Linked DNA regions of Mus musculus: all the other regions are linked to region 1. A link is a contact called in public Hi-C, HiChIP or PLAC-seq and promoter capture Hi-C data. All regions are on one chromosome and are shown on one strand. Each heading gives the region's core, a stretch centred on a gene start, on an enhancer-like site or on the middle of the called end of the contact. The rest is flanking DNA. Distances are from core to core; before and after follow the strand shown.

Region 1 (5,722 bases), core at 837-3,336:
TCATCCCAGACTCGGTCCTCAATAAAGGAGTAGGGGGTAATATCACTGTGGATAAAGTGAAAACCTGAGTTCAATTCCCAGAAGCCACATAAAAACGCCACTTATGGTGGCACGCACACGCACGCGCGCGCGCGCGCGCACACACACGCACACACACACACACACACACACACACACACGCAATCCTGACCCTGGGAGGTCTACTACGTCTCAAAAGAAGTGGGCTGTGCTCTTGAGGATGACACTTGAGAGGTTGGACTCCGGCTACCACATGCTTGGGTACACATGAATACACACACATGAGAAATAAAATGAAAATTTAAGAAGTTTAACAGAAGGGAAAAACAGGTACTTCAAAGAAACAGCCACTCTGAGCTAGCCTCCAGGTTTAGTGAACGGCATCTGTGAACTATTGATAGGCAGTGGCCCTTATTATTTAATCCAGTTCCACATGCCCACCGTTGCTTTTGCTTTAACAGAACTTTTAATATCATATTAGAGGTAATATGAATTCCCTTGTTTCCTTTTTCAGTGAGTATTTATTATTTACTATCATCCCATAGTACTGGATACTGGCTACAAAGAAGCATATTTAGCTTGGTTCCTCACTCAGCAGTGTGACTACAGAAGGCTTTAATCCACCTCCCACTCCCACCTCTACCTCCTTAGTTAGGGGTGTGTGTGTGTCTGCCTGGGAGTGCAGGTAGGTAGCTGAGAAGGCCCAGAGTTGGGGTATAAGCAGGTATAACCTGATGTGGGAATTGAACTCTAACCCTCCGGAATAGTAGTTCCCCTTAACCACTAAGCCATCTCTCCAGTCCTAATAACTCTTTAACTTACTGCTTCATTATGGTCTGTTTCCCCCTGCTCAAATATTTTACAAAATCAGTTTGTCTTTCGACCATCACTGCTGCCTTTTCCACCCCGGGCCCCTGCACTGCTCCCACAACTAAGTGTACAGGCTTGACTGGACAAACTCAGAATTTCTACCCTCTATTATATTTTCCAATAAAGAGTCCAGGGGCAGCGTTGGGAGGGAGGCATCACATGATGTCACTAGAAATACGAATTTTATAGGAGACAAGGATCAAGAATCATGAAATTCATTAGAACAATGGAAACCCTACTTTGTAAATGAATGTTATGAGAAGGAGAACTAGCTTTTGTCTCGTTAGTGGGGGTGGGGTGGGGAGGGGAGGTGGATGGTACTTCTAAGACCAGAGCAGGATTGACAGGGATTTGGAAGGCCAAACTGGGCTACAGAGTGAGGCTGCCTCAGCCCGCTCCCAACCAAACTTCAAACGAACAAAGGGAGAAAGGCCAGTGACGATACAAGGCATAAATCAAAATAAGTCCCGTGCCTATTCCTTCAATCCGTGTTGGATGCAGACCTGCTGTCTATCCTATTGTTTTATTTTTTGCTTTTATTTGTTTACTTTTTTCAGACAGGGTTCAATAAATCCAGGCTAGTCTTAAATTCGCAATCCTCCTCCGTCCATTGAAATCTCAAAGCCCTTGAGCGCTGCAATATATGCCCGCTTGATGTTCACCCAAGAAACTTTAGTGAACTTCAGCACACGGTTCGCCTTGTGAGTGTTTTAGATTATCCCAAAACACGAAATGCAAGGAGAAACAAAGTTGTGCGGAGGGGTTAAGTTTCATCAAGACTAGTACCTTCGGTCCCAACCTAGTCAATTCCACGTTCCAGCAACCCGCCCAATCCACCCCCGGGGGTCTCCTCGAGTGGGCTCAGGGCTCACCGCAGTCCTTGAAGTGCAGGGGCTCCGCCTGGCTGGCAGCGACCAGCGCCAGCAGCAGGATCGTGGCGGCCAGAAAACGCATCGTGGATATGAAAGCTCTGCAATCTAGGAAGGAAAAGCAGCCCGAGCAGTCACAAGATAAACTTGTCCCGGACCGAGGGTGGAGCCAGATCAGGCCACTTGTGAGCAGTAACCAGCGAAGGCCCGCCCGCGCCCCGCCCTGGGCTCCGGGGCCGCCTGGCCTGCAGCTCGCCCTTTATCTCCGCCCATCTCTTCCGCTTCCAGGCAGGGCCTACGGAGAACTCGCTCTTTGCGTTCGCCCCGCTCTATTGGTACCGACCCACTTCGGCAAGTGGAAGCGTTCTCTGTCAATCAAAGCCCTCTTATCTCGCTATACCCAATAGGCACGCTTGGGGGCGGAGGCTCGATGCAGCCCCGCCCCCTTCTCCCCTCCTCCGGAAGCCCAGGCTAGGCGGGGATTTGGACCATGCTAGGGGCGGAGCTTGCGGAGTAAGATGGCGGCCTCCAGGGCCTTGTCCCTAACTGCCGAGGCGGTCAGGGCTGTCATTCCTAGGCGCTCGGGAAGGTATCGAGGGTGGAACGTCACTTAGGAAGGGTGTTGGGTTCTGCGTCTTCAGGATAGATGGGAGGCTAAATCTCACGCGGGGTGGGGTGTGGGGTGAAGGCTTGGCAGTTCAGAAGAAAGTGTCCCCAGATTTGGGTACGAGGTGTCCATAGAGGGTCATCTGGTGCCATTTCCCGGGTTCGTCTCCCTTCTTTACATCGCAGGCTCCTCGCCGTCTTTCCCAGGCTTTTGACCCGCTGGGAAACAACATCTTCCATTCCAGAGGCTGGCGAGGGACAGATCCGCCTCACAGACAGCTGCGTCCAGGTAGGAGGTCGGACGCGGGGCGGCGGTGCCCAGGAGGGCTCTAGAAGACTTCCTAGTCACCCGTCCCGTTATCTCCGCTTGCTTGGCATTCTTGATCCTCTTTCCTGAATTTCAGAGGCTTCTGGAAATCACCGAAGGGTCAGAATTCCTCAGGCTGCAAGTAGAGGGAGGTGGATGCTCCGGATTCCAATACAAATTTTCACTGGATACAGTTATTAACCCCGACGACAGGCAAGGAGGACGGATGGGTCGCTAGAGGCTGTATCAGAGGATAAAAGTGGCCCCAATTTATTCCAAACTTCCAAGCGTCTAAGTCTGCTTAACACTACCACCCTCTCCGTTCTGTGAGGATACAGCAAAGATTTGTCCTCTTGTTTAAAAATAAGGAAGAACATTGACTTAGCGTCCGTTAGGTAGTCAAGTTGAGAAAGGCTGAACTAGGGCTGGAGAGATGGCTCAGCGGTTAAGAGCACTGGCTGCTCTTTCACAGGACCTAAGTTCAGTTTCCAGCAACCACATAGTGGCTCACAACTATCTGTAGTGAGATTTGATGCCTTCTTCTGGTGTGTCTGGGGAGAGCAACGGTATACTCACATAAAATAAATGAATAAATAAGTGTTTAAAATATATATATACACCAAGGTTCCACCCTAAGAAAAAGGCTGGACTAGTTTCAGTCCGAGCCCTTAAATAATCCTTCTGTTTTTTTTTACGTTGAATCTTTCTGCTTCAGTCCGTTCCGTCCCAGCTAGAAGTCCTAAGCAGTGTTCCATGCATTGGAGAACAAGATGTACACCTCTGGGCTCAGGGTGTTGTGTGGGTGTTTGTGGTATTTGTCATTCATGCTTTCCTCTTGTCTTTTCAGGGTATTTGAACAGGGTGGGGCAAGAGTGGTGGTTGACTCTGATAGCTTGGCCTTCGTTAAGGGAGCCCAGGTGGACTTCAGCCAAGAACTGATCCGAAGCTCATTCCAAGTGTTGAATAACCCTCAAGCCCAGCAAGGCTGCTCCTGTGGGTCATCCTTCTCTGTCAAAGTCTGACACAATGACGGATGACCCTGAGATTGCCACCACTGCACCAGTGTGAACAACCTAGAATAGTAGAATTCTAGAGGTTTCTTTCTCATCATGTCCGGCTCTCATCTTATTTAATTTAATCCAGAAGTGTCTTATTCTACCACTGTAAATTATGGAATGTGAAGCTTTTAACTCTTGGCCGAAATACTCTCCCCTCCCCCAGTACAATGTCAAGGCCACATCCAAAGGCTGTTACCTCACCTGTAATCACTGGTTGGAACCCAGTATAATTTGTAGCACCTCTAGGACTCCAAAATTTGGAGTTAACCTCTCTAGCCTTCAGAATTGTTTATATATCTGTGTATAGCTATATATAAAACATCATTATAAACTAAGTTCTTATCGTGTTTTCAATCAGGATCCAGTTTGGGTAGCTTGAATACCAGAATTGAGGCCAAAATTGGTTAGAAAGGCAAACAAGATATTCTCTGCTGTCTCTCTCTTTCTTCTTCCTTCCTTCCTTCCTTTTTTCCTTCCTTCTTTCTTTTTTCTTTCAACAGGGTCTTATAGGTAGCTCCAGTTTTGGACTCTCAATTCTCCTGCCTCAGCCTCTTCATGCTGGAACTGCAGACATATTACTACTAGGCCTGGGTTGTTGTTTCTTCTACTTCTACTACCTCTACTACTACTTCTTCCTCCTCCTCCTCCCCCTCTTTCTCCTCCTCCCCCCCTCCTCCTCCTCTTCCTCCCCCTCCTCCTTCCCCCCTCCTCCTCTTCCTCCCCCTCCTCCTCTTCCTCCTCCTTCTCCCCCTCTTTCTCCTCCTTCTCCCCCTCTTTCTCCTCCTCCCCCTCCTCCTCTCCCTCCTCTTCCTCCTCTTTTTCCTCCTCTTCTTGTGGTCCCTTGCCCCCTACTCTCCCACGATTTGACCTAGGGCATTGTAACTGCTGGGTAAACACTCTAGCACAGTGGTTCTCAACCTGTGAGTCACAACCCATGGCAATCCCATTTATTACAACTCATAACAATAGCAAAATTAGCAACAAATGTAATTTTATGGTTGGGGTCACCACAACATGAGGAACTGTTTTAAAGGGTCTTTGCTTTAGGCAGGTTGAGAATCTCCACTCCAGCACTTGAATTATATTCCTTGACTGTTTTGCTTTCTATTTGGAGACAGGGTCTCACAAAATTTCCTTGGCTGGCCTTGAACTTTCAATCCCCTAGTCTTGATACCCCAATAGTTGCGATGACAGGCCTGTGCCACCAGTCCAGTTGTATTGTACTCTTCTTGACTGTCTTAGGGGATTTATCCATGTGTCCTATGAAGGCCATTTCCACTTGGAATATTACAGAGAAATACATTTTATTGTCATGCTCATGAATCTACTAGGTTTTATAAAGCCAAGAGACCTCCCCCACCTCCAAAAGCCAAAAAAGCAAGTTTAGCTAAACCCCTCTTGATCACTGAATTGCTTGAAAAGTAGCTTTTGTACTCCATGCCCATAAAAGCGCTTCAAGATTCTATGACCATTCAGTAACTGCCTCCCCCACCTCCAAAAACCAAAAAAGCAAGTTTAGCTAAACCCCTCTTGATCACTGAATTGCTTGAAAAGTAGCTTTTGTACTCCATGCCCATAAAAGTGCTTCAAGATTCTATGACCATTCAGTAACTGAGTTTGCCTACCTTCTATAAGAGGCCTGTGGTTTTATGCAGAGGGGGAAGTGGTCCTTTCATTACTTGTAGATAATAGAAGAGAAGTTTTGTTTTGTTTTAAATGTACACAGTGTTCTGCCTGCATGAATGCCTACAGGCCAGAAGAAGGCTCCAGATCTCATTATACATGGTTCTGAGCCACCATGTGGTGGCTGGGAATTGAACTCAGGACCTATGAAAGAATAGCCAGTTCTCTTAATGTCTGAGCCATCTCTCCAGCCCCCTAGAATGGACTTTTTTTTTAAAGATTTATTTATTCATTATATATAAGTACACTGTAGCTGTCTTCAGACACTCCAGAAAAGGACATCAGATCTCATTACAGTTGGTTGTGAGCCA
Region 2 (6,204 bases), core at 1,833-4,332, 1.1 Mb before region 1:
TGCAAAATAAATGATTAAAAACATGAATGAAGACATTTTTCTCAAGCAGTGTTTTTAAATTGTATGCCACATCACTTATTATTAGTTGCACTGATAGCCTTTATAAGAGTTGAATTGTGTAGTAGCCGAACCCTCCTTTTTTCCCTCTTTCTTTGTAAGGGGATGTTTTGCTCTGGCAGTCTTGGAACATCTTGCTATAGCAGTGTGACCTTGAACTCATAGAGATCCTCCTGTCTCTGCCATTGTGGGTGCTGGGACTAGAGGCATGCACCACCACTGCTAGAACCTTACCATTTTAAGTCTACTTCTCCCAGAGATTCATTCCATTGAAGTCCTTTCCTGTCCTTTTTTCCTCCCTGCTTCCTTCTGTCTCTCCTTGGCTTTATTTAGGCACCTGTCTGCCCTTGGAGCTCAGTTGTAGAACTCAGTATTTTGCCTCCACTTCCAAAATACTAAGAAACAAGTCAGACAATACTCAGATTCCCTTTTTTATTATTATTATGTATATGAATACACACCAGACTAGGGCATCAGACCCCATTACAGATGGTTTTGAGCCACCATGTGCTTGCTGGGGATTAAACTCATGACCTCTGAAAGAGCAGTCAGACCTCTAAACTGCTAGGCAATCTCTCTAGCCCACTCAGTTCCTTTTTGATAACAAAAGGAAAAATGAATAGTTCAACAGTTTTTTATTTTTTCCTGGCAGCTTTACATTGTTGGTAGTTGTACCCAATTATAGAAACTGAGGAAACATATTTTGATTTCTAGGCGATATTCTAAATAAAGGCAAATTTTTCATTGAAAGATATTTCTGTAGGAAATCATTAAGTTTCTGTGAGCAAAAGTGAATTCTGGTCATATGCAAATATTACTTACCTTGGAGTCATTGTTAGGAAAACCTGGCCTGATTGACTAGGTCCTGGCTTCTAGTGACTGCATTCCTAGTCTTGCCTTGCAGGCTCCTCTCCTAAGTGACCTAGTCAATCAGGCCAAGTCATTTCCTGCTTCACTCATTAGTTGCTACTGGGTTTTCTCATCTTCCTATTGCCAGGTTTTGAATAATGGGGAAAATAAATGCTACACTGCAGAAATTCTCACTATTCTTTGGCACTGTTTGGTCATTCTTAGGTTTTAGTGTTTCTAGACCCTCAATGCTATATTACATTGAAAAAATAGAAAATTATTTAGTATGTGCCTTTCAAATGTCTCAGATCTTATTCACATAGTTAGAAGTGTTGTGTGCCTTGATATTTCCGTGGGTGCCCGAGTGGGATACATTAGCTTCTCTTGGCACTCTATAAACATTGTCTGTCTATTTGATATTCATTGGTGGTTAATGTTTAATCACCTTTGCCCTTCCCTGGTGTCAGTCTTCCCATGTCATTTATGTAATATTTGTGTTTATATCCCTAAAAAGGAATATAGAAAACAGAAGTATCTGTAGTCTACTCAGTTCCTGTCCCCCCTCCCCTTTGAGGGTTTACTTTTACAAGAATCTATTGGAACACTGAGTGTAAATACAACTGCCATTTTTGTCCATTAGACAGTTCTCTTGCTCATAGCTTTCATTCATGAGTATTTTTTTTAAGATTTATTTATTTATTATATGTAAGTACACTGTAGTTGTCTTCAGACGCACCAGAAGAGGGCGTCAGATCTCATGGTTGTGAGCCGTCATGTGGTTGCTGGGATTTGAACTCAGGACTTTTGGAAGAGTAGTCAGTGGTCTTAACCACTGAGCCATCTCACCAGCCCCATTCATGAGTTTTATAACCTAGGTGAACTAAGATTTGTTGTAGGACAGTGAGATTTTTTTATATATATACCAGTACTCCACGAACATCTTTGCACAAAAATGTTTGTCGAAATTGCTTCTCTGTATAGTTTACAGCATTTGCCATTCTACCAAAAGATCGCAATTAATGTAGTTTGCAAATGGCTTTTAGTCTATGCTTGTTTAGCAAGTGTATTGAGCTTGTTCTGTACTGTCTACAATTTTCTGCCTTCTTCCCATATAAGTAAATGATTGAGGGTATAAGTAAATGATTGAGGGAAAACTACCCAAGGTTATGCTATGTCTCCTCCCAGTTGCCATTCCGCTGGCGGAAAAGACTAAAGTATCAAGATCTTAAGCATGAAAATAGTGAAGTCTGAGTTTATTGAAGCAGGGTTGAGAATGTTGGGAGAAAATGGAGATGGATGCTCTACTATTTAGAACGAGGCCTTCTGGGAAGTAGAAAAAAGGAAGTTTGACCCAGTGTATCTTAGTTTGACCTGTAATTTGCTAGGAATCCCAGTCCGATTTCAACTCACTGTCCTGCCCCATCTCCTCCTGAGTGTTATGATTTCAGATACAACACCATCCCGATGTATTTGTCTCTGTTGGGAGTAGAATCTAGTTCCTCGTGTGTGCTCCTTAAGCACATTAGCCGTTTTCTGGTTATTTGGGATTATGAATAATTTCTCTGTTGTTTTTTGCCCAAGTGAAATGTGTGGTGTGCTGTTGATAATTGTCTCTCCGATTAAGGAAAATCTGAGGGATGTAAAAATCAAGATAGGAAACATTCTTTGCTTTCTAGAAGCTTGCCATCTGGGAAGACTTTCAGACTCGGAACCTAGACTAATAGGATATTTCTCAGGTTCTGTTTACCCACCAATCGCTTTGGTTTATTGAGAGTACAAACAGTAAATTTTATCCGTTTTGAGGAACTGTTCAAATAAATACTGTGGAGAAATGGGAAGTGTTGGATTTAAAATGTCACTACAAAACAAGGCACGGTGTCCCCACACATGGAAACCAAATAAATAGGTTCAAGCCCATCCTTTCCTACAAGGTATGTTTGATACCGGCAGGGAACGCTCGAATCGCAGTCTCAACCAAAAACAAGGGAAAATGTCACTTGTAGACTGGAAGAACGCTAGACGCGCCTCAAACCCTAGAGAGGCCTCAGGTCGCGCACATCCTTACATCTATGCGAGTGGATTAGGCCAGCTCCAGCCCCCAGCCCTCGTGGCCTGCGCGCGCCACCGGAAGCTCCGTCCCCTCCCGGGTCTAGGGGCCAACGTCGCCGAGGCCGGAAGTTGCGACACCGGTGAGACCTCTAGGGCGGGGCCTAGGACGACCTGCTCCGTGGGCCGCGAGTATTCGTCGGAAACAAAACAGCGGCAGCTGAGGCGGAAACCTAGGCTGCGAGCCGGCCGCCCGGGCGCGGAGAGAGAAGGTGCGTGCCCAGGGTGTGCGGGGCGGAGGGTGTCTCTGCCGGTCGTGTTCACCGTCGCCTGCCTGCCGGGGGTCCGGGCGGGCCTGTGTCTCCGAGGGCCGCGCTGCGGGCGTCTCTAGGGATGAGGGGCGGGGTCCAGGCGGGCGGAGATCGAGGAACCCCGCGTGGGAAACGGGGTGAAGCCGGTTTCTCGGAACCCAGCCGGGGCCAGACTGAGAGCAGCCTTCTCCGAGCTTTGGTACCCCGGAAGTGCTGGCTTCCCCGGGCGGCCGGGAGCAGATGGCTGGCATCAGGGGTGGCCTCTCGATCAGAGTGGAGCTAGAGATAGAGGAAGCGCCCTAGGCTGGGTCGCCTTGAGCAACTGGTGAAACTCTGCGTCTGGTGCCCCGAGTGTGTCATAGTCCAGAAGTGAGTGAGTGGCACTCGGGGCTAACTTCTCAGTGTGTCTGTTGGCAGGCGAAGAGTCGTATGGCGCTTGTTCTTTCTTCAGAACTGTCACGATGCATGTGTCTGACGCTTGTAGGCGCCTTTAGTGTTTGCTAGTTCTTCCCTTTCACGTTTTCAAATGTGGCACTGCCGCGAACAGAGGCTCAGGCACATCCGCCTGGTAGTGGAGGACGGAGTGCATGAGACAATTGAGGTAACTTTTTACATAACTAGGAGAAATGAGAGTTCCAGTAACAGAAACGTAGAAGAAACGTGAGCAGGACAGGCGATCTGTTCAACTAACGCATAAGATTGACTGGGTTCAAGTTTGGAGAATGAGAGAGAAATAAGGAAGTTAGGCAGTGGTTTGGAAATAGTACTTTTGAAGTGACAGCGGGTGAAGATGGCCTGAGGTCAGAGCTGTAAACTGTAAACATGGGTCACTTAAGTAGATTTGCTGTTTGATGTTGGAGCAGAGAACTGGGTGGACACTTAGGGAACACAACAAAGAGCCAGGTAGAAGGAGGACAACGAGGCTGCTGAGGAGGACGAATGCAGAAACCACAATAGTGCAGTGTCACAGAAGCTGAGAAACACGGAAGCTTCAGGGAGCATTGTCAGCGATAGGAATGAAAGGCCTGGTGTTGTTTTAGAAGGATCTCTGTACCATTGTACCCTTGAAAGATGAGCGTGAACCACAAATACTAGTTTTAAATGTTCCCACAGACACTTTTTTAAAAAATTTTTTAGAGGTTTATTTATTTATTATATGTGAGTACATTGTAGCTGTCTTCAGACACCCCAGAATAGGGCATCAGATTTCATTACGGATGTTTGTGAGCCACAATGTGGTTGCTGGAATTTGAATTCAGGACCTTCAGAAGAGCAGTCAGTGCTCTTAACAGCTGAGCCATCTCTCCAGCCCCACAGACACATTTTTAAAGGTAACAAGAAGCAGTTGAAATTAGTCTTAATGATTTGTTAATCCAGTGTAGCTAACAGTTTCATTTTTAACAGGAAATCCGTGTCAAATTAACTTGTCCTCTCTAGATAGTTAGGAGGCTCTTCAGTGACCAGAAGCAACCCCTGACTACAGTATCCCCAGCACCTGGCACAGTGTTTCCTTGTCTAAAAGAAACCTGATTCCTATTTGCTGCTCCAAGAATCCCTATTTGGTTTTCAGATGTCTTTTCCAGTTCCTTGTTTGAGTGAAAGCAGAAAGAATTTATGCAAGTTAATTAGATGTAAATATTCGTTTTTAATTTAAAAATACTTGTATTCCATCCATTTCCACAGAAGGTAGAGACATTGACTCACAATAAAAATAACTTCATTACAGAATTATTAAAATAACTTTGGGTTGAGTCTTTATAATTTCCAGGTATAGGCGGTGCTTTAGGAGTCCCAGCTACTTGGAAGGCTGAGCTGGAAAATCACGGCCAGCCTGGATAACAGAGATGGTGAATGACTCGAGAGTAGAGCGAATTCATCCACCTGATCTAACCTAGGATGGCCTGTAGTCTGTTTGACAGTACAGATAGAGACCATGTTGAGTCTTATTCTGTGGGTGTGATATGTATGTGTGTGCACCTCTACTTTATATGCAAAGCTGAAGTCTTTGCCTATATGCTCACAAATTCAGAGGCCAGAGGAGGACAGGGGGAGCGTTTCTCCACTGTTTATTGCCTTACTTAAAAAACAAAAATGTTATTTTTGTGTGCAGGGTTGGGGGGGCTTCCATAGTAATATTCGGAAGTCTGAAGTTAGCTCTCTCTTCCCACCTTTATATTAGTACTGGGTACTGAGCATAGGTCTCCGGGTATGTGGGACAAGTACCTTTACTGTCTGAGCCATCTCGAGAAGTCTCCCCCCACCCCCACCCCCACCCCCGCCCCCTGGGCCTTTTTATTTAATTTTTGTTGTTGTTTTGCTTGGTTTTGTGAGACAGGGACTCTCTGTGTAGCCCTGGCTTTCCTGGAACTCACTATGTAGACCAGGCTGGCCTGAAGTTCACAGAGATCTGCCACCACACCCAGCTTAATTTTTAAAAACTTAATTGTGTGTGTGGGAGCACGTGCGCCATGGCACACAGATGTTATAACACACATGATCACTTTATGGAATCCTTCTTGTCTACGATATGTGGGCGCTGGGGATTAAATTCTGCTTGTCAGACGCGGGCTGCACCATGAGCACCAATTTTATTTTATAAGGCACAGTCTCTTTATTGAGCCGAAGCTGTTTCAGCTAGGTGGGCTGTCTGTCAGTCTCCTGGGAGCCTCTTGTCTCCACCTCCCAGTGTTAGGACTGTAGGCGCAGGAACTATGCCTGGCTTGGATGTGATGCTGGGAATTTGAGCTCTGCTCCTTTTGACAGCAAGTGCTTTTACCCACTGAGCTAACTCCCTAGATCCTACTGTCTTGATATACTTTGAGACTGTTGGTGTGTTTCACCATAGACCTAAATGGATATTAATTACTCTTGTGATTCTAAGGCTCTCGGATGTACTATTGAGCATATACTGCCTTTACAGAATCCAAAAGAAAATCCATAT
Region 3 (6,209 bases), core at 1,661-4,160, 1.2 Mb before region 1:
GGCACTGCCTCCTTCCTGTTTTGCAGAGCAAGTTCCCAGCAACAGGCGGATATACAGACAGGAGTCCTTAATGGCTGGCGACTTACCTGGATCTCTTCATTTTCGTCTACCAGGAGGAAGCTCACAACCCTCTCTGTCATCTTCTTCCTCTTGGTCTCCTCATCCATCTCTTCCCCCTCCAGGGACTCCTGGACCTTACTGACAAGGTACACGGTAATGGGGTGTCTTCTCTTGTTACCCCCTGAATGAGTCCTCTTCTGGCATTCCAGGCAGAGATTGATTTTGCAAGTCTGGCACCTCACGGCTGCCCTTTGCCTAACACCTGGCGAATGCCCATTGGGGCCCTTGCAGGGGTCACAATAAGGGACATGGCCAGCTTTGAGTCTTATCCGCTCATGGTTTCGAAGGCGCTCCTGTCTGTGGAGTTCCTCCTCACAGCGGAGACACTGCAAACTACAACACTCATCACATTCAAAGATAGCTTCATCAGTCCCACTGCATGCATAACTCTCCTGGCACATGAGCCCCGGATTTAGGCCCTTCTCTGCTAGGGAAGTCTGGGCACTCATAACTTAGACTCGTTTGGAAACCACCCACCCTGCAACAGTCACTACTGTACTTTCCCAGGAATGAAGGAAGACAAATGCTTTGAGGCTGAAGGTGGCTAGCACTTCACAGGGTTCTGAGCCCTTTAAAAAAGAAAACCTGACTGGCTTAGGATTTTCACACGCTCACAAATGTTCAGATTTTTAATTCTCTGCCTCCCAGTCTCTTGTATCAGCAGCAGCAGCAGTGTCCACTGAATTTGATGGTCTCATCCTCTGCAAAGTGCAAAGAAATATGTGGTGGAAGTGAACTTGACAGAGTCTCTGCCACACGCTGAGGGGTCTGCTGGGTTCACAAAGGTCAGCTCATTGGTTTGGGTCTCAGCTACAAAGTCAGAGTGATGACAGAAGGTGGTGAGGAGCTGTTCGATTTACTTGGACCTCAAGCCAATGTTTCAAGGGCTACCTAGAGCAGAAAAAGAAGATTTTACTCATCTGGGGAAAAAAACCAGAAGTGTACCTTAAACTGAGCAAACAAAAAGGAGCACCTAATTGCTAGGCCAAACCCAGAGAGAACCCTCATTCTTGCTTATAAAACTTACAGTGGCTTCTTCTAGGACTAGAAATGTCATCTCAAAATCATGGCTAAGGATCTCCCTTCTGAAATCAACTGCCATGCTGGGTATGGTGGTAAATCCTAGCACTCAAAAGGCTGAAGCCTGCCAGCCTGGTCTACAGAGTGAGTTCCAGGACAACCAGGACTACACAGAGAAACCCTGTCTCGAAAAACCAAAAAAAGAAAAAAGAAAGAAAAAAAAAAAAAAAAAAAAAGGCTGAAGCCTGGCTACTAAACTAACTACAAAAACCAGCCTAGAGGCTCCTGCACAAGGGAGGCAGAGGCAGGTGGATCTCTGTGAGTTCCAGGCCAGCCAGGGCTACACAGAGAAGCCCTGTCTCAAATATGTGTAACAACAAAACACTTCTAGACCCAGAGCTTCTTAAAGATTTTGCTGGTTTGTTGGTAAAATGCTCTTCTCATTTCATTAAGCTCTGATTCAAAATCACTAAACAGACAGCTTTTAGGAGGCTAAGCCCTCTGCACCTGCTCCTTATATATGAGAAATGGAAAAGGAGGTCTGTAAAAAGCTAAGAAAAATATTGTAACAATAAATTCACACCACCCTCAAAGACCTCTACAAACCCAATTATCCTTATAAAATGGACTCTCTCAGCTCTAGTCGAGCAAAGGTCTAGTAAGGACTCTAAAATTGACAACAATAGTCCCAACTTCATTTTCAAAAACAGTAAGACAACTACTGAGCTTCCTCCTGTGCCTCCTCTCTACAGAGGAAGAGAACCGGCAGCAACAGGAGGCAGAATTCCAGCACTTAGGCGCACAGTAGAGCCAGGCCCTACAGTGAGTCAAAACAACTCATTTTCTCTTGTCACTCAAACACTTAAAACAAAACAAACCAAGTCAAAAACTTGGGAAGACAGGAAAGGGGGTTTTGGGTCACTAACGTAACTACACTCCTAATTCTCCCTACCTTTGCCTCCTATTCCAAGAGCACAACCAAGTGTAAAGTCCTCCTTTCAGATATTCACTCCTCCCTTTCAGTAGCCAATCTATCCATCTGATCTTCAGATAAACAAGGCAAGGGAGTAACCAGGGGACCTTATTTTCACCTTAACCTCAGACGTGTCCAGTCAGCTCCCAAAAGGGAAACAAAAATCAAAACTTGTCACTACTAAGAAAAACAGAAAACCAACCTTCAAAAGAACAGCTGACCCTCACCACCACCAGGCCAAGCAAACAATATGCCACTCGGAGCAAACCCCCCCCCCCCAAACCTCGACGCCTCTCTCCAATCCAGGGTCCCTCACCCACCTTGCTCCCGGACACCACCACCACAACCCAAGGGGTGGCAGCGGAGACGAAGAACAAAGAAGGCCCCCCAAATTTCACACAAACCCGCACATCCCGGAGCCGAATCCATTGTTTATGCCACCCCACCCCCACTCGAGCCGCACCCGTCCCCCCTTCCTCCTAGGAGCGACTGGAGGGAGCCCCGGGACCAGCACTCGCCCGGGGCTGGGCCAAGGCGCCCCCGCCCTCTCCGCCGCGGCCCACAGAGCCCACCCGGAGCAGTTCGGCCAAGGCAAGGCGGTGTGGGGGACGCGGATTGCCGACAGGACCCGGGCTGCTCTAGGGCCCCGGCGGATCCATCCTCAGCTCCATCTCCGCCCCCTCCTCCTCTGCTGCCTCCCAGGCTTCCTCCTCTCTTGTTGTCAGTTGGAATCAGCTGATCAGAGTGAACTTCTCCCAGCTCAGACCAACAGGAAGGCATGAACAGCGCAGCCCAGCTAGGGAGGAGCGGCCAGGGGCGGAGCGCGACGACGGGGAGCGGGAAGGGCGCTTGCGGCCTTTTGGGAGTTGTAGTTTTGGGGGGATTGTCGTTCTGCCCTACAGCCCTGAAATACAAGCTCCACATGACTACAATTCCCGATGGAAGCATCGTCGTTGCGAATAGGCGGGACAGACAAGCCTGAAAGCATTTCGGGACTTAGAGTCTCGGCCGGGGCTGAGGTTTTTGCAGGTTGCAGCGACTAGTTTAGGGCAGTGGCCCGGGAAGGAGTATTGTAAATTAAACAAAAGATATGATGTTCTATATAACCAGGAAATGGCACGGCACATTATTATTGTACATCTTTCCTTCAGAAATGCTCAAAGTGGAAAAATACCAGTAAACATTGAGAGGATATTACTATGCTTGAGGCTGTTTTGTTTTCCCTTCAAAGTTAATCAACTGTTAATTTTGTTCCAGCCTTATTCCTTTTCTGCCTTTTTCCATACATAGACATCATAACTTCTAATTTTTATATTGTGCAGAATAGTTACAGTACACACTCCAATAAAATTTAAGATAACAGTGTCTGTAATACTATTGTCTGATTTTTTTAATAATAGCTTTATATTTGTTTAGTACTTTCACTTTTTTCTCATTTATTTCTTGAGACAATATTGAGAGAAAATACAATGCATGGAAAAGATACTGGTCTGTAATGCCTAGGAAAACTAACTACATAGGTTGGTAGGGTAAATCACTCAGTCCTTCCATAAAATAAAGGAATTTTGCTGTGTAATTTCTGATGGCTCTGCCAATCTTAACATATGATTTTTATCTTGATAATGGTTAACCTGAGAGAGAAAACTAAGGTTAGGTTACTTGCCAAGGTACACAGCAAATTATTGACAACACTGGATAAGACCTCATCTTCTGATTCAAGAGGACACTCATAGATCTCAGGACATAATTAGATCAATAGTTAAGCCAAATCTACAAAATAGTGAATGAGCTATGTATACGGATTATATTGCTGAAAATTAACTCTTCATGACACAGAGCCAACAGCGGCAAACCTGGATGAACTTTTTATTTTTTTACCTGTACCACATCACCAACCAGGATAATAAGAACTAAGCCATCTACAATCACATTAAAAAGTGTTTACCAGAAATAAGATGGTGTATGGAGAAGAAGGGATTTTATAAAAGTTAAGCTAACAAGTTTTAAATAAGCCTGAGGTTGGTTGGCATGACAAAGGTTTTATCCCTAAGACTGCCTCTGTGGCTGTGTGTAGCTTTGCCAGATTATTTCATAACCTTGCTTATAAAGTAAATATATTGGTCTATGTGTGTCCCTCAAAAGAGATTGGCTGTCTGGCATACACAAGGCCCTGGGTTTGAGCCCCAGCACCATAAAAAATGGGGGTTTGATAGGAACAAACATTTAGCATTTTAAGTTTTATTTTGTGTGTGTGCATATGGGTGCTGGTACATATGCACATGAGTCAAGGGTGTGTTTAGGCCAGAGGTCAATCTTAGGCATTATTCCTTAAGAGCCATCCACCTTGTCTTGTTAGTTTTGGTTGGTTGGTTGGCTGGTTGGCTGGTTGGTTTGGGGTGTTTGTTTATTTGTTTGAGATCTCACTTAGCCTAGATGTTACCGAGATGGCTAGACTGTCTGGCCAGTGAGCCCCAAAGATCCTGTTTCTGTTACCCAGCACTGGAGTTATAAAAGTAAGTTACCATGCCTGGAATATGAAAGAATAGAACCAATAGAATACATACTTATTAAAATGGAGAGTTATTAGATTGGTGTCTTAGGGTTACTGCTGTGATGAAAGACCATGATCAAAAAGCAAGTTTGGCAGGAAAGGGCTTACACTTCTACACTGTAGTCTGTCACTAAAAGAAGCCAGAACAAGAACTCAAAAGGGTAGGAACTTGGAAAATTCAGATGCCATGGAGGGGTGCTGCTTACTGGCTTGCTCTCCTGTGACATCCTCAGTCTACTTTCTTATAGAACCCAGGACCACCAGCCCAGGGGTGGCACAACCCACAATGGGTTGGGCCCTCCCCATCAATCACTAAGAAAAATGCCTTATTGCCAGATCTTATACAGGCATTTTCTCAAGTGAAGCTCTGATGACTTCAATATGTGACAAGATGACATTAAACTTACCAGTACAACTGACTTGCACAATATAATATAATACAACAGTGGCTGCTTTTATACTGGAGAGGCTGAGAGGCCAGGAGCTTGTTCAATTCATGAGGCCAGATACCTCAGTAGTCCTAATCTGGCATTGAAGGCCTGGGGGATTTCTGGAAAAGCCATTGGTCTTCAGTGAGTATTGGAAGACCTAAAGAAACTAAAATCTTTCGGCAAAGAATGGCAGCAGCAGTGGAAAGAGAGCAAACCCCCAATGATGAAGTTGCCAGCACGAGGAAGGCAAGCAGAGGAAGGCAAGCAGAGGAAGGCAAGCAGGGACACAGCAGGAGACAGCAGGAATTATCTGGGCTCCCCCTGGGCATTGCTAGCTCTTTCAGAGTGAGTGTCCGACTTCAGTGAAAGTGTCAAGAAGCCCCCTCACAGCCCAGTGTAATGAACTGCACCTCCTCAAGCCTAGCACTCAAAAGGCAGAGATGGAGCCGGGGGCATGGTGGCGCAGCCTTTAATCCCAGCACTCGGGAGGCAAAGGCAGGTGGATTTCTGAGTTCGAGACCAGCCTAGTCTACAAAGTGATTTTCAGGACAGCCAGAGCTATACACAGAAACCCTGCCCCCACCCCCAAAAAAGGGCAGAGATGGGCAGATCTCTGTAAGTTCAAGGCCAGCCTAGTCTGTTGATGGAGTTTCAGGTTAGTCAGAGGCACACAGTGAGACTGTGTCTCAGAGCAGAGGGGGGCAGAAGGAGGAGGCATAATGACAACCTTCCCTCACAGGTACAGAACCAGTCAAGTTGACAACTAAGCGTAACCCTCATAGCAAGGATTTTATGTGAATTTAGAGGTTTTAACTTAGGCACCCAACCTCCAATCCCACATTAAATGGTAACTTTAAGAAAAAAATTTAAGGGCTGGTGAGATGGTTCACTGACTACTCTTCCAAAGATCCTGAGTTCAATTCCCAGCAACCACATGGTGGCTCACAACCATCCGTGATGAGATCTGATGCCCTCTTCTCGTGTGTCTGAAGTCAACTACAGTGTACTTATATATAACAATAAATAAATCTTTTAAAAAAGAAAAAAATTTAAAACCGTGGGAAATAGATCCCTCCAGGGAGGACAATTAAGGTGCAGAAGAAAGATGTTTTCC
Region 4 (6,579 bases), core at 1,837-4,336, 1.1 Mb after region 1:
CACCTGGATATTTCTGGAACTGGATTCCTAGCCAAACTTATTGAGGAGCCTGGGGTGGTCAGATACATGGCTGACTTTGGAATCAGCAGCTAGGTCATTGCTACAGAAAATATACTTCTTTACATTCTTTTCTTTTCATTAGTTTAATTAGTTCAGTTTTGGACATAGGAGCTCACCAAGTTGCTCAGTCTGCTTTGAACTCTCAACCTTCTTGCCCTATCCTCCTGTGTGCTAAGATTATAGGCATGTGCTCTGATGCCCATACAGTTTTGACGTCTTACCAAGGTTTGGCTTGCCAGTGTAGAGCTTCTCGTAGAGAAAAGTGTGGTCTCGGAAGCTCTGGAGTGTGTTCCCCATGGCTATAATGGACACCATAACCAGCCAGCTTCGTAACACATTCAGGAAGCGGCTCATGACTCCCCTCCAAGAGAGGGCGCTCTGCCTTGGGAACAAAGAAGGCTGAAAGTTACTTCTACATCAGTCACAAGCTGTCACCTAACCTGTACGAGGGCTGTCTGGAGTGATGTCGGCAGAGCACTTCACACATACCTCTGCTAGTCCTTCGGCCCCACCCTATTTCTTGCTACACCACTTTTATTTCACAAAATATCTAGGAATATTTACCCTAAACAGAGCTATGCTGATCTTTGTCACGGAGGTTTAAAAAAAAAATGCAGTGGGTGGAAATGTCAAATCTAGCACAAAAGACATAGTGAGAAGGACAGAAGAAATGGGGGTGCGGACATTTCTATAAGTAATCAAATGGATTTCTGGGCAAGCTTGTGTTCCTGCCAATGCTCGGTCACTCTAAAGAGGGTGAACGACCAGTACACCTTGCAGCAAGTGGCACCACATTTACCTTTGCTCAACTAATCCTCCAAAGCACAGCATTGCTGTAAGTCAGAATTCCCTCCACTTGCCTGGAATCAGTATTACGCCTTCATCTCTTCATGCCATCCCTTTGCAATACAAATAGCTCAGGGTGATTCAAAATCTACTCAGATACCTGGACACATCCTATCAAATGTACAGAAGTTGCATCATACACTTGAATGGAAACCATAGTGTAACTGTCTGACTAGTCTTCTTAGTTTCCCTCTGCATGGCTCCCAGACACATCATGTTTCATAAACTAAAACAATCGAAAAGACTTGGAAAAGACCTGTCATAGCTTGATGTTGGGTTTCAAGAAAAGTACATTAGCTATAGTTACGGAACACTTGTGTCCTACACTTATATGTGCCCCAAGTATATAACATCTTATTTCACTCACTCCCTACATCAGGATAGGCAGGCACTATTAGTATTTCCACTTTACAGATGGGGATCAGAACCAAGAGCTAAGTGATTTGCTTAGGTAACATAGCTAATATGTGGCTGAGTGCCAGGGTCTGTGGACTCTGTTGCAATACTCCCTCATAGAATGTTTTGATAAAGTTCTCATCTTTTAAAAAATATTTACTTATTTATTTATTTAGAGACAGGGTCTTACTATGTGGCTAGTCTGGAACTCTACATAGATCAGGCTGGCCTGGAACTCACAGAGATCCATCTGCCTCTTCCTCCTGAGTGCTGGGATTAAAGGTGGGTGCGGCCAGGTGCAGCAAAGTTCCCATTTTTTGAGGAAGCTGGTAGGAGAGAGAGCTAGGTTCGGTACTTTTTGTTTAGCTCAAGCCTCGCTGAGTAGTGATTTCCATCAGCTCTAAAGGGATCCCACAGAGACAATTTGTCATAGCCACCATCATATTGGCCCTTCATTTACCTATTGTCAGGCTAACTGCTTTGGCCTGAAAGCTGTAAGAAACTATCAGGCTTCCCTTATCACTGTGGTAATGTTTCAGTATGATTCCCTACTACCCAGTGTATATAGACATCAAGTGAAGTGATGACGAAAAACCAACTATAAAGGGCTCCAGGAGAGAAAGGGTGGACCCAGAGGAAAGAGGTCTCAAACGGGGACTGTCCCAGTCTAGAGATGCTGGGGTGTGCTGATCTTCACAGACACTTACAGCATATGCCAATCTACTTCTTTTTACTTTCTCCTCTCAACACCAGCTTGGGTTATTTAAAAATCCCCCCAGCCCGCCCCCGCACACACTCCCTTTCAGTAGAACGTAGAACTTACACCCTCCATTTATTTCACAGATCTTAGAAATCCCAGAGCTGATGAAAACACACCAGAGCATTTCTGTATGACTCTACCAATTCTTTAAACCCATTCCCTTGGAGTTATGAGGTGGAGAGAGAGGTGGGGTACACCCTTGCCCAGGTCAGCATGGATGCGATACTAATTAACAATCAATAGAGGCAGACTCCTATCCTAGCTACACCACTCATATCTGAGGGGTTCAGACAAGCCAGTGAGACTCTAGAGACTCGGTTTTCTCATCCGTAAAATGGGGATATAAGCCTCTATCTCGAGGGTTACCCGATAATACATGAGGAAAAGTGAAAGCTCGTTGCAGAGCTAGGTTCATAACGACTGCCCGTTCACTCACCCATCCCCAGAATTGACCAAATCTCCATTTTCCTAGCACCTCCTCTTGGACATCGTTTCTAGACTCCTCCACCACCACCTCCGGTTGCTTTCCAGGCAACCCCCACTTTCCTAAATTTTGCAGATAGTTTTACTCGGGTGCTACATCCCACTCCAAATTCTCCTACCTGACGATCCAGTACTACTGCAGCAGTATCAGCAGCATCCGCAAACCAGCTCTCCCTAGGCCAGCTCCGGTCCCAAGTCCACCTGGGCCACTTGTTCCCGCCCCCTCCCTCAGCCCAGCTCCAGGATTGGGTTGTTTTTGTCAGTCCTCGTTCTGATTGGCTACGCTGGCTCAGTTCGAGCAGGCGATAGGGAGTGAACTCCTTTGCTGCCAATCAGCAGTTGCCGCCGCCTGAGCCTCTTCCTGCTACGCCGCTCACGCGGTAAACCCTTCTGTCGAGCGTGGCGGAACTCTGAGTTTGGAGTCAGTCTTTTAGGGGTGGGGAAAACGCAGAGAGAAAAAGGAGCCAAGAAACCTTCTGGTGACAGCCTGGGTTGGCTCTGGTGTCTGAGCGCGCCGTGGTGACGCCATCCGTCAGCGCCCGCAGCCGAGCGTTGTTCGCGCCGCTGGCGGGCGCCTGCGCAGTGGCTCTTAGCGGGCGGTTGCTTGTTGGTTGTTGTAGTAACGGGGGAAGCAGCCTTCGGCGGCTGCGTTGATTCGGGCTGGGGAAGGAGGAGGGAGGTGAAGCAGAGCGTGGTCCCCGCCTGCCGGCCCCGAGCCGTGAGAAGATGAGACAGGTAAACGCCTGCGCCGGCGCGCTCCGGGGAGGTGCGCTCCAGGGTTAGGCGGGCGCCGCTGCGCTTCCCTCCGAGCTCCGGAGCAGCTGTTGGCTTCCGGGCGTGCTGGGCAGAAGCGCTGCGGCAGAGTCGCCGCGTCCTTGCCTGCGGAGCTGCCTGGGGTTGGGGTGTGCTGGGCTGGAGCTGGCGGCTGGTCCCTGTAGGGGCAAGGACTTCCTGAGCATTTATCTCGTTCTACTCTTCAGGGAGCCGAGGAAAGGTGGGCATCCCTGAAGGTTTTAACTTAAAAGACTCTCAAGCATTTTTGGGTAAGGTCGAGAAGTTCCTTTAGGAATCACCCGAAAAGAATCATTGAGGTTGTTTGGTATTACTCATTTCTGCTGAAGATGTGTAGGGTCGGGGTTAGTCACTGTTGCTGCTTGCTGCAGTTGCTTTGTTTTTGAGAGTCTTATTGTATAAGTCAATGCACAGACCAGCAAAAGCTTGGAGAATTGCCACGAATTGATTATCTTTGAGTAGTGACATTAAGGTTAAGCGTTTTCCCTAAACGTTTCTATTTTCTCTATAACGAACATGAAACTTTTTCTCTATGGAAAGTGTTTGAAGTTAGAAGCCTGGGAATTGGAGATTTCCTAATTTTATGTGTCTACTTGATATCCGGATTAAAATGTGTGATTAAAAAAAAAAGTACCAATAATTAGAGTATTTGACTTCCCCTTTCCCCGGCCATTTATGTGATCCCTGCTGAGGAGAAATATTTTCACCACCCTTTTATTAATAGTTCGGGTGATTTGGTTTTCCTAGAAACATAACAGCTTATTCTGTTTGCTTGTGGTAGAGTCTGTATAAATATTGGCAAGGGTTTTGAACCTTGGATTTTTATTTTGATCCTGGTCAGATTTGTTTAGCAAAGAATTTTCTAAACATAGGCTTATCAACTGTCCACATCAGTGCCCTAAAGCCTCTCCTTTGGTGCTTGCTCTTTTATTATATAAAACGACTCAAATTCAGTAACAGCTTTTTAGATACAGCAGAGACAGTATCTGTTTGAAAAAAATTTTGTGTCATACCCTTTTAATCCCAGCAGAGGCAGGCAGATCTCTGAGCTCTAGGCCAGCCTGGTCTACAAGTGAGTTCCAGGACAACCAGGGCTACACAAAGAAACCTTGTCTTGAAAAACAAAAACAAACAAACACAGAAAAAAAATTCTTGATTTTTGTGATATGTGAGGTGCACTGTGGCAGAAGGTAAGCTTCTAGAGACTGGAAAATACTCAGGAATATATTTCTTTTCATCTTAAAGATCATGCAAAAAATCCTGAAGTATGCAACTGCATTGTCTTTGAAGTCCTTTGACTTTCTTACAGGAGTCTGTGCCATCCAAATTGTTTGATCCAGTGAGACTGCAAGGAAGAAAGGTCTCTGAGGCCTCTGTGTGCTGACTGTATGACAGACCCCAAAGGAGATGCCAGTTGTGATGGCCCGGGACCTGGAGGAGACAGCATCGTCCTCAGAGGACGAGGACCTGGCCAACCAAGAGTGAGTGACAGTCAGCCCGCCCTTAAGGGGGGGGTTCCTTTATTCACCTCCAGGTTTCCTTCTTTGTGTTGCCTGGCCCTAGCTTCCATCTGTGTTTGGAGTCAAGATCATATTATTCACTTCCCATCCTTTTTCAGAAATTCGAAGGGTGGGCTTATGTTTCTAGGCCTCTAAGTCAATATCACCTTTAGATGTTCTAAAGTTCAGATAGGAACTCAGGTGAACTTGGTTCCCCACCCCCTTCTGCTTTGTTTTTGAGGTGGGGGTCTCTCATTTCTGTTGCCATACCTCCCACCACATCTGGCGCGCTCTCTCTCTCTCTCCCTCCCTCTCTCTCTCTCTCTGTGTGCACATTTTAAAACAGACTCGCCTGCTTGAGTTTATGTGCAGCATGGGCATGCAGGTTCCTGAGGAGGCCAGGGTACATGGAATTCCTTGGAGCTTCAGTTACAGAGTTTGTGGCAGCTTGATGGAGTGCTGGGAAATGAACCTGGCTCCTCTGCAGGAGCAGGAAGCTCTCATAACTGTTGAGCCATCCTTCTAGTCCCTGCAGTTGGCTTTGTTGTGGGTTTTGGGGGATTGAACATGGGGCATCAGGCTTCCAAGCAAGTACATTTACCTGATGCACCATCTCCTGGCTCTAATAGGTGAACTGAGTGCAGTACGGATGTGGAAGTCAGAGGACAACTTTCTGGAATCTGTTCTCTCCTTCCATCATGTGGGTCCTGGGAATTGAACTTGGGTCAGGTTTGGCGACAAGCACCTTATCCGCTGAGTCATCTTGTCAGCCTTGTGTCTTGACCATAGCTTCTAGTAATTGAAAAATTGGAGATTTTGAAAATTTTAGAGATTGGTGAAACGTTAAGTTCTTAGGCTCTGACCTTGACTCTATAAGTTTTCTCTGAAGCATTTACAGCTGTAGAACGGTGATGATATGAAGGGCAGGCCACACACAGCAGAACCTCTGTGAAGATGCTCCGATGAGAATACTAGAGCTCTGTAGCCTGTGCCGTGTTCATTGAACCACAAGGGCTCTCTGTAAGTTCTTTCAGGTTAAGGGTCAAGGTCATTCATTGACTGTTGGGTCCTCATAATGAAAATGATTAACAGGGCCAACTGTAGCTTCTAGAGATGGTAGAGTAGATCATTTAATATGCACACTGAGAGATTTTAATTTAAAAATATTATTTCCACCTTATTAGACTCACAAATATCAAAGAATCTCCACTTTACAGAGAAGAGATGGATTGTGATTCTAATTTAGCTCTCAGTTTTGAGGACTTTTACCTCTCATAATTTTACTCGATATGGAAGAGAAAAGCTGATAGGCTTATCTAATTTATTTATATATAACTCTAAGCTCTCATATATGTATACTGCACTTTCATCCTCTCCTTCCACTCCCTCTCCTCAAATTCATAGCTTCTTTTTAAAAAAATTATCTTTACATAAATGTACACACACTCACACACACACAAATACACAAATAAATATAATCTTGAGGCCAGGGTGACCTGAAGCTCACTAGGTAACCCAGGCTGGCCTCAGATGCGTAGCAGTCCTCCTGCCTCAGCTTCCTAGTGCTTGAGATTTTAGGCGTGAATAAGTCACTTTTCTTAGCTTAAGCCGTTTCTCAGTCCCTTAGAATACACACTCTAGAACCCGAGTAGCTCCCAGCCTATTTTGAAAGGGTGTGATTAGGTTCAAACTATAATACACATGAAAGTACTTGATAAAGTTATGAAGCATGGTATAAATGTA

The links. Promoter capture Hi-C pulls out the DNA fragments that hold promoters and counts their contacts. Hi-C and Micro-C count contacts between places; a contact is called where the count stands out from the background. HiChIP or PLAC-seq counts read pairs in DNA pulled down with a chosen protein or histone mark.
Region 2: a Hi-C map of CD8 T cells shows a contact between it and region 1, with 4 times the contacts expected there. The contact joins the promoter of Psen1 here to the promoter of Npc2 in region 1. A contact is called at or near these places in 1 of 39 promoter capture datasets (pre-B cells) and 2 of 484 Hi-C or Micro-C datasets (CD4 T cells and CD8 T cells).
Region 3: a contact with region 1 is called in an HNF4G HiChIP or PLAC-seq map of pancreatic cancer cells. The contact joins the promoter of Zfyve1 here to the promoter of Npc2 in region 1. A contact is called at or near these places in 1 of 484 Hi-C or Micro-C datasets (CD4 T cells), 1 of 115 datasets of contacts at active chromatin or transcription factors (pancreatic cancer cells) and 1 of 9 other capture datasets (liver).
Region 4: a promoter capture Hi-C map of neutrophils shows a contact between it and region 1, with 2.6 times the contacts expected there. The contact joins the promoter of Erg28 here to the promoter of Npc2 in region 1. A contact is called at or near these places in 5 of 39 promoter capture datasets (hippocampal neurons, liver, neutrophils and 1 more), 2 of 484 Hi-C or Micro-C datasets (CD4 T cells and regulatory T cells) and 2 of 9 other capture datasets (adipose tissue and liver).

Annotation. Positions count from the first base shown.
Region 1 is chr12:84,771,026-84,776,747 of GRCm38.p6, forward strand. It overlaps Npc2 (NPC intracellular cholesterol transporter 2), which reads right to left and starts at 2,087. Exons shown (of 4, transcript NM_023409.4): 1 at 1,761-2,087. The coding sequence starts at 1,842. Isca2 (iron-sulfur cluster assembly 2) reads left to right here and starts at 2,245. Exons shown (of 4, transcript NM_028863.1): 1 at 2,245-2,346; 2 at 2,550-2,652; 3 at 2,768-2,883; 4 at 3,518-4,064. The coding sequence starts at 2,276. The coding sequence ends at 3,692.
Region 2 is chr12:83,685,070-83,691,273 of GRCm38.p6, forward strand. Psen1 (presenilin 1) reads left to right here and starts at 3,083. Exons shown (of 12, transcript NM_001362271.1): 1 at 3,083-3,224.
Region 3 is chr12:83,594,312-83,600,520 of GRCm38.p6, forward strand. Zfyve1 (zinc finger, FYVE domain containing 1) reads right to left here and starts at 2,911. Exons shown (of 12, transcript NM_183154.4): 1 at 2,686-2,911; 2 at 87-1,011. The coding sequence starts at 569.
Region 4 is chr12:85,821,807-85,828,385 of GRCm38.p6, forward strand. It overlaps Erg28 (ergosterol biosynthesis 28), which reads right to left and starts at 3,087. Exons shown (of 5, transcript NM_021446.3): 1 at 2,665-3,087; 2 at 282-442. The coding sequence starts at 414. It overlaps Ttll5 (tubulin tyrosine ligase-like family, member 5), which reads left to right and starts at 3,114. Exons shown (of 34, transcript NM_001081423.3): 1 at 3,114-3,280; 2 at 4,647-4,818. The coding sequence starts at 4,745.